Linked DNA regions of Mus musculus: regions 1 and 3 are each linked to region 2. Evidence: chromatin contacts called from public HiChIP or PLAC-seq data. All regions are on one chromosome and are shown on one strand. Each heading gives the region's core, a stretch centred on a gene start, on an enhancer-like site or on the middle of the called end of the contact. The rest is flanking DNA. Distances are from core to core; before and after follow the strand shown. Region 1 overlaps Cbfa2t2 (CBFA2/RUNX1 translocation partner 2). Region 2 overlaps Cbfa2t2 (CBFA2/RUNX1 translocation partner 2). Region 3 holds the start of E2f1 (E2F transcription factor 1).

Region 1 (2,700 bases), core at 193-2,692, 61 kb before region 2:
AGACTATTAACAGTAGATCTTTTTCACTTTGTATTTGAGGATTTTGAAAAGATTTTTATTTATTTATTTTTGGACTATTGCCCCATTATATAAATAACATCTTGCAGATCTACATTTGAAACTGCTTCAATATTCCTTCTGGGCCTTCCTAAATAATGTCTGGAGTTACATTGGACTTGGTGTGTTCCTGTGGGGAACAAAAGCACATGATCACTGAAGCCTGTAGCATAAATGAGAGGCTTGTGCGGGTGGTGTGAAAGGCGCTCTCCCAGCCTCACATGCCTGGGTGGGCAAGCTAAACTAATAGTTCCCAGCAGTTCTGAATCAGACACTGTGGAGCCAAGAGTCTAGCATTTGGAATTCCACTGCCTGTGCTAAGGGCCTGTCTTTTATCCTCCAAACCACCATTTGTTAAATGGCACTGGACCTGTTGACAAGAGGGGGGAGACTGGCAAAGATCAAGTTAAAAGGCAAAAAAAAGTTCAAAGGTAGGAAAATAAGAAGGGTTAGTTATGTCTTCACCTCCCCTTCCCCCACCCCGTCTCTGTCTCTGTCTGTCTCTCTATCTCTCTCTGTAGCTGTAGCCCTGGCTGGCTATTATAGACCCAGGCTGGCCTGGAACTCAGTGATGTCCAGCTTGCCTCCCGGGGTTCAATGGTGTGAGTTACTACACCATGTTTTTCCTCCTCTTCACTTATTTACTTATTTGTTTAATTTTAGTAATTTGTTACAAAGAAACTTCATATCTGAAAGCTGGGTTTGATTGTGCACTCTTTAATCCCAGCACTTGGGAGGCAGAGGCAGGTAGATCTCCTTGAGTTCTAGGCTGGTTTGGTCTACATAGTGAGTTCCAGAACTCTAGAGCTGTGTAGAGAGACCCTGTCTTCCTTCCTTCCTTCCTTCCTTCCTTCCTTCCTTCCTTCCTCTTATTTCTGTCTCTTTCTTTTTTTTTTTCCTTTTTTTTTTTGTGGGGGTGGGGGAGAGCTGTGAATCAAATCTATGAGCATGCTATGGAAAATTCTGAACACAAAAAATAGAACAATGTACTGAATGCCCGTGAACCTATCCGATAGCTGCAGTGAGTGGCAATTCATGAAGAGAAACCCGAACTTTCAGCCTTGGGTTTGGTCTCCATGTTGGGTCATGTTAAATTTGTCATCAGAGCACCGTGTTTAGGCTTTGTAATAAGTGATATGTCACTTAAACTTTCCTTTGGCCAGGGGTGGGAAGTGGGCCTGAGAGAGGGTATCTCTGTGTACCCTTGGCTACCAAAAAACAAAAACAAACCCCAATAAAAAACATCATTTCAAAGCATGTTTGAACCAAGTTTGATTTTCAGTGAGAGGCTTCACGAGGCTGTGTCTGCATCATATGTTTTAGGTGAAATGATCCAGAGCAGCCTTCACATTAGCTTCTATAACAGCTGGCAGGAGGTGGAGAGTGTGGGCGGGCACTGTGAGTAGTATAGTGTACGTTGATGAGATAGTGACTGAGCTAGCTGTTACTGCCCTGTCTTGTGCTGTCCCTTTTTCAAGGAGCAGTTGCTTTCGGTTTTCAGACCTACTGTTTTCTCTGTCTACAGATGATGTGCATTTGGCTTGGTTCCCTGTCTTTTCAGATCCAGCTGTTTCAAATTACATGGGATCCTCAGGGACGGACACTCTTCCTTAGCAAGCAGTGCTGCTTACTGGTGTTCTCTTCTGAAGCCTTTTTTCCTTTGCACACACTTTTGTATATTCTTTGTCTTAAAGAAAAACAGGAGACGTATGGTATGGCCAGGAATGTAGTAGGTAGGTTGGTCGAATGCCTGCTCACCATGCACAAAGCTCAGGATTTGATCTCCAACACCAGCTAAACTGAATGAGGTATTGAGTGCCTGCAGTCAGATTGGAGGACACCCTAGAGGCCAGGTCTCAAAAAAACTTGAAATCGACTTATAATAAATAAATAATATATTTAAAGTGCATAGTGGGTCTGGAGAGGTGCCTCAGTGGTTAAAAGTCTCACTGTGTTATCTGTAGTTGGCTTGGAGTTAGCTATGTTGCTTTATTTGCACCCCCAGCCCCCATTATTTGTATTGTTGTATGTGTATGGGTATCTTGCCTGTATGCATGTCTGTCTGTGCACCACATGCAGTATCCATGGAAGCCAGAACAGGGTGTTGCAGATAGCTATGATCTTTCATGTGGGTGATTGGACTTGAACCCAGATCTTTTGGAAGAGCAGCCAGTGCTCTCAATCACCTCTCAATCCTGTGTTTTGGACTTCTCAAGGTTGCTCTTTAACTCACTATTTAGCTGGTTGACCTTGATTTACTTATTTGCTTGCACCTCCTGAGCCCTAGAATTTACATACAGGTGTCTGTCTTGCCACTCTCCCAGCTCCTTACTCCAGCCTTTGTTTTGGAGTCTTACTGAGCTACTCACCTTGGCCTTGAGCTTGGGATCCTTCTGTCTCACCCAGGTCTCTTTCAGAAGACTTTGATAGATAACTATTTGCTTTCTGATGTGAGGAGTTTGACCATTTCCCCTCCCTTTCAGGGAGGGTGCTGTTCTTGTAAATTAATTGCTTGCTTACTTTTTTTTTAAAAAGATTTATTTATTATTATATCTAAGTACACTGTAGCTGTCTTCAGACACACCAGAAGGGCCTCAGATCTTATTAAGGATGGTTGTGAGCCACCATGTGGTTCCTGGGATT
Region 2 (2,781 bases), core at 38-2,537:
TTTTCAAGGCCAACCTGCCCCTGCTGCAGCGAGAACTGCTGCACTGTGCCCGGGCTGCCAAGCAGACCCCGTCCCAGTACCTGGCCCAGCATGAGCACCTTCTGCTCAACACCAGTATCGCATCTCCTGCTGACTCTTCTGAACTGCTCATGGAGGTTCATGGAAATGGAAAGAGGCCCAGTCCGGAAAGGTGAGCAGGGAAGAGGTCTGTTTTGTTTTTCTGGAGCCACTCTGCTTTAAAAGGAAGAGGGTTTGGTTGTTGGGTGGTAGACAATGTCTTAGACTTTCCAAGATTAGTTTTCCTTTGTCCCAACAACTCTTCAGTTGACACATTCCTTTTGAGGACCTCTGCCCTGGAGTTTACGCAGGTTCACTGTCCCAGAAGTGGAAGAAGAGCAGTCATTAGTCAGTCATCCTTTACTCTTGTTGTTCTCTACCTTAAGATAGAGCTGGCGCTGCAGGTTGAAGACTTAGCTCCCAGGATTGTCCTCTCGCTTAAGCTAACTACAAGTGTCAGGTTCTGTGAATACTGTCCTGTCAAACAACTGTGCCCCCTCTGCTTTTTTCTCATAGGCTGTTTCTGAATGATCTACAAATTGGGCTTCTTTTGGTGGAAGTGGGGTTCACGACAGGGTTTCTGTGTAGCCCTGGCTGTCCTGGAACTTACTTTGTAGACCAGGCTGTCCTCAAACTCACAGAGATCCACCTGCCTTTGTCTCCTGAGTGCTGGGATTAAAGGCATAGCACCACTGCTGGGCTAAATTGAGCTCCTCAGTATTGTTTAATTGTTCATTGTCTCAGAGAACTCAGGAACATTAGCTGGCTAATGATTAAGGATGTGTTCGTCGGATACTGATGAACAGTAGGCAAAGGCAAGGCACAGAGTGGCACTGGGTATGTGGAGTGGGCCTGTCCTCTCCTGGTAGTTGCACCACCATCTCCAAAGAGACGCCACACATACATACTCAGCTCTTCAGACATTCTTGTCTATCTTGTCTGCTTCATTCCTTAAGTGTGATTGAAAATGGCTAACTCATGATCGACTTAACCTTCAATCACCTCCCCTCCCTAGGGGTGGATAGTGTAATTCTGCCTTGGTCCTTCCCATAACCAGCCCCAATCCTGAATCTACCTAGTAGTTGCCAGCCTACAGTTGGCTTCTTAGACTTAGCACTTGGAAGACTCTAAGGACTTTATGACTAGCATGTCAGGAAGTAGGATAAAGTGGCTGCCACAATAGTATATGAGTTGTTGAGGAAGCGGTATTGAACAGCAGAAGGCTTATTACAGTTGAAGCTGTGTTACTAAGACCCATAATGAGTCATAGAGGCAGCCTTTCTTCCCAGGAAATCACCTCCATAGTCAGAAATTTGACCTTCTGCATTCCTAAACTTTCTCAGTTCTTGTCCCATTCAGTTTCTCTTTTCCTGTGTCACGGTTATATGGTTCTGCCTGCCTACTTAGGGGTGAATTTGGCCTGTCTTCATGCTGGAATAAAGAAGCATTTACGAATTGTGTCTAGCCTGAAGACAGTTTGGTTCCTGCCTCTAGGTATAGGAACACACACCAGAAGAGGCACAAAAGTCAGATGTCTAGTTTGGCTGACAGCTGGAAGAAGGGCTGAAGGGCTGGGAGTATAACAATATGAAGCATGTGCTTAGTATATGGGCTGCAGCACCCAAAATAACCATTCTTGCTTTGGAATCTTCAGAAAAATAGCAGTCTTCCTGCTTTGGAAAGTGAATAGAACAAAACATAGTGTGCTCTAGAGGGTTCCAGGTTTCATAGCATCTAAAGGGGGGTGAGACTCTGGGAAGAAACAGCTATTCTGAGACTCGTAGGGATGTTAACATGAACACTTCTTGACAGGCTCCTATAAGCACTTCAGTTTCTTCTACAGGAGGGACGAGAATAATTTTGAAAGAGATACAGTTCCTCCTGAACCGCCTGCCAAGAGAGTGTGTACTATCAGCCCTGCTCCTCGGCACAGTCCCGCCCTCACTGTTCCCCTTATGAATCCTGGGGGCCAGTTCCATCCTACTCCACCACCTCTTCAGCACTATACACTAGAAGACATTGCAACTTCTCACCTGTATCGGGAACCAAACAAGATGCTAGAACACCGAGAAGTTCGTGAGAGGCACCACAATCTTAGTAAGTGATCTCAGCCCCATGGTAATGCCTTCATCTGGAGGGAGTTCACAGACTGCTTTCCTGCTCAGTGATAAAGCCAAATAATAGCGGCATTGCCTTTTTTCTGTTGATACGATGATGTTATGTAGCTGGACATAGTGGCACATACTTCTGATTCCAATACTGTAAAGGCTGAGGCACAATGATCGGCCTACAGTCATCTTCATCTGCCTAAGGAGTTTGTGGGTTGCCTATGCTATAAATAACGATTAATGAAAGGGCTGGGCATGGTAGCACACTTATTAGCAGCCAGGAGGGTTACCCCAAGTTGGAGGCAAGTTTGCTCTACAGGAATCCCAGGTCTGACGCAGCTTATTTGGCTCTACCTGTGTAATCTAATGGAAATTTCTTAGGCTCTTGAGCCTGAGAGTAATAAGTTCTGAAAAGAATTCTGAAATGGGGGCTGGCAAGATGACTCAGTGGGTAAAGGGCACTGACTGCTCTTCCAAAGGTCCGGAGTTCAAATCCCAGCAACCACATGGTGGCTCACAACCACCCCTAATGAGATCTAATGCCCTCTTCTGGTGCATCTGAAGTCAGCTACAGTGTACTTATGTATAATAATAATAAATAAATCTTTTTTTAAAA
Region 3 (2,700 bases), core at 2-2,501, 53 kb after region 2:
CTGCTTAGATCCAAGTTCCACTCTCCTCGTACCCAGCTGCCTTTTCTAGGCCCCCTGCCTAAAGTGGTCTTGAGCTACTTGCTTAGAATCAGGAAGAGACTTTTATCCAGGGATCTCCCTCCCACGTCTTCTCTCTCCAGGAACTGGAGGCCCCTTCTCAGGGGCCCAGCCCACCCAGTCTTCCAGAGGCTCAGAGGTCTGTCCGCCTGATTAATAAAGTTCCATGGCAACCAGGAGCTGGAAGGGTGGCAGATGGAAGAACAGGCAAAGGAAGGGTTGCAGCAGCTGGCCCAGCACCCCGCCCCTGCAGAGAAGGCCTCCCAATCAAGAGGCCTATCCCCAGAGGCCTGGAAGGCCAGGCCTGCACCTGGCAGAGCTACTAAGGAGGATCTCCCGAAGATGTCTCTAACAGTCACCCTCTCTCACCTCCAACAAGCAACTGTGCGCACTCCCTAGCCATAGGTTCTGCAGCAAGCCAGCAGACATCAGTTCAAATATCAGCCCCACCATCTGCAGCTGCGTGAAGCACTTCCCCATCTCTGGGCCTCAGTTCCTCCCTCTGGCAGATGGGCACGTGACAACACCCAGCTCACACCAGAATTGGGAATTTGGTGCCAAAGCCTGAGCGTGCACTAAGCAAGCACCAGCTGGATACACGTGAGACACAATCATTAATGGTTCCGACGCTCCGGTGAAGACGCCGAGGCCCGGAGCGAGGCTCAGCAAACAGACAGGCAAGGCAGTCAGTCAATGCGCGCCCCGGGGCGGAGCCCCGAGGCCCAGCCCAGGCTCCGCGCCGCCCAGCGCAGCAGCCCGTCCCCTCCCCCGCCCGCGCCTAGGGTCCGTACCGGCGGGCGGCCGAGAGCCGGGCGCGGTGCACTAGGCGCGGGTCGGGGCGCCTGCGGCGTGGCGAAGAGCAGCACGTCAGAATCGCGAGGGCCAGTGGGCGGCGCGGCGGGGAGCTGCGGGGCGCCGACATCGGGCGCGGTGGAGATGATGACGATCTGCGAGGAGTCGAGCAGCCGCAACGCGCCCGCCCCGAGCAGGGCCTCCAGCGCTGGCGCGTGCTGGCCGCCCGCGGGGGCTACGGCCATGGCGCTCACGGCCCGCGTGGCCCGGGAGGCAGGCGGCGGCGGCGGCGCGGGCCCATGACTGGCAGGCCGCGGCGAGGGCTCGATCCCGCTCCGCCCCGGCCGCCGCTGCCTGCAAAGTCCGGGCCACTTTTACGCGCCAAATCCTTTTTGCCGCGAAAGAGCCACGCGCCGCCGAACGCCTCCTCCATTGGCCGGGGCGGCTGTGACGACGGAGGCTCCGATGGCGAGCATTGGTTGCGGCGTGCGGGGCAGGAGACGGAGGGTGGGACCAGGGGCGGGGTGGCCAATCCCGGGGCGGGGCGCGCGCAGGCTTTGTCCGGGCGGTGCCGGGCGCCTTCTCCCCTCTGCCTCTCGCCGTGCCCTGCAGGAGGCGTGGGCAATGGGCCCCGCCCCTTCACCGCCCACTCGATGGGTGGCGGGTCTGGCGAAGCGAACAAACTTCGTACTCGGTTCTGCACGTCCCGCAGTCTCCACATGACCCCCTAAACTCTCAACCTGTGGTCTCCACCCCCTCAGTTTACAGCCCAGAGACTGCCTCTTCAGGCTCACCTCCAAAGCTCGCTTCAGCCACATCTCCGGTCTTAAGATCCATTTATTCCATTAGTTCACATCATGCTTTCTTCCCTATCCTGTCACCCAGAAGCCAAGCCCAAGAGGGGAGCCAGGAAATGAGTAAGGGATGTGTGGCTTTGATCTCAGTGTCTTTTTACTGAAATTTCTTTCGTAGCCAGAGCCCAGTTAGCGTTCATTCATTTGGTCACTCCACAATGGCGCCTGCCTTTAATCCCAGCACTTGGGAGGCAGAGGCAGGCGGATCTTCCCAGTTCAGGTCATCCAGAACTACACAGTGAGACCCTGATCTCAAAAAAAAAAAAACGCCTGAGAGCGTTCACTGTCCCATCCTCAGTCCAGACCTTGACTCATGACTTAGTGAAAAGGAAAAAAAGGAAACACAGAAGCAGCAGATGTTTGCAATGTGAAGAGATTGGTCCATTAAAGTATCTCCTCTCATAGGGAGGTGCAGGGGCGAGGAGGGTGCGTATGGTGGTGCCTTTAATCCAGAGGTCCTCCATCAGCATTTCTGATTGCTGGGGTCAGCCCGTCTGATCAGCATTGTGGTCCTCTCTACTAGGCATCTTGCCAATACTGGGAATAGAAACATGAAAGGTTTAACAAGACCCACAAACTTCCTGTCCTTGGGGGTGGGGGAGATGACCACAAGAAGAGAGTAAGTAGCTGACAATATTCAAGTCCCCAGGTCCAGTGTAAGCTACAGGGAGCTCTCAAGCCGGGTTACTTTCTCCATGCTTCATGCTACTTAATCTTGGCCCCAACTCTGACCACATTACTCTGAGCTGGCTTAGCAGGGGCTGCTTCTCAGGCCCTTTCTGGGTATGAGAGAATTGGAGGCTGAGGGCAGAGGTGAGCAAGGACGCAATAAGGGGGCTGTGATGTTCCAGGGCCCAGAAACACCAAGGCACGGGTTAACTTTGAACCACCCCGGTTTGGCCAATTTAGAATCAATCCCCAGCCAGGCCGCCCTCTCCCCTTCTTGTTTTTTTTTTGGTTTGTTTTGATTGGGAGGGGTGGGTTTTTAGTTTGTGTT

Evidence for each region. HiChIP or PLAC-seq counts read pairs in DNA pulled down with a chosen protein or histone mark.
Region 1: a CTCF HiChIP or PLAC-seq map of the NIH/3T3 cell line shows a contact between it and region 2, with 16 read pairs. The contact joins two enhancer-like sites. A contact is called at or near these places in 2 of 15 datasets of contacts at CTCF or cohesin (the G1E-ER4 cell line and the NIH/3T3 cell line), 6 of 484 Hi-C or Micro-C datasets (the 3T3-L1 cell line, the N1E-115 cell line, cerebral cortex and 3 more), 6 of 115 datasets of contacts at active chromatin or transcription factors (the HPC-7 cell line, embryonic basal ganglia, embryonic fibroblasts and 1 more) and 4 of 9 other capture datasets (adipose tissue, embryonic stem cells, liver and 1 more).
Region 3: a contact with region 2 is called in a CTCF HiChIP or PLAC-seq map of the NIH/3T3 cell line, with 11 read pairs. The contact joins the promoter of E2f1 here to the enhancer-like site in region 2. A contact is called at or near these places in 1 of 39 promoter capture datasets (second pharyngeal arch cranial neural crest), 1 of 15 datasets of contacts at CTCF or cohesin (the NIH/3T3 cell line), 4 of 115 datasets of contacts at active chromatin or transcription factors (the SCID.adh cell line, bone marrow-derived macrophages and embryonic stem cells) and 3 of 9 other capture datasets (adipose tissue, liver and pancreatic islet).

The regions. Positions count from the first base shown.
Region 1 is chr2:154,454,454-154,457,153 of GRCm38.p6, forward strand. All of the region lies in intron 1 of Cbfa2t2 (CBFA2/RUNX1 translocation partner 2), which reads left to right. Among named protein-coding and RNA genes, the nearest start is that of Cbfa2t2, 19 kb to the left of the region's middle. Within about 2 kb of position 1,443, at least 120 of the 459 cell types and tissues checked have an H3K27ac peak or open chromatin away from gene starts, as enhancers often do. A contact at or near this core is called in the NIH/3T3 cell line and embryonic fibroblasts, where this site is marked.
Region 2 is chr2:154,515,809-154,518,589 of GRCm38.p6, forward strand. Cbfa2t2 (CBFA2/RUNX1 translocation partner 2) reads left to right here. Exons shown (of 11, transcript NM_172860.2): 5 at 9-190; 6 at 1,901-2,154. Among named protein-coding and RNA genes, the nearest start is that of 1700003F12Rik, 32 kb to the right of the region's middle. Within about 2 kb of position 1,288, at least 23 of the 459 cell types and tissues checked have an H3K27ac peak or open chromatin away from gene starts, as enhancers often do. A contact at or near this core is called in the NIH/3T3 cell line and embryonic fibroblasts, where this site is marked.
Region 3 is chr2:154,568,641-154,571,340 of GRCm38.p6, forward strand. E2f1 (E2F transcription factor 1) reads right to left here and starts at 1,252. Exons shown (of 7, transcript NM_007891.5): 1 at 849-1,252. The coding sequence starts at 1,094.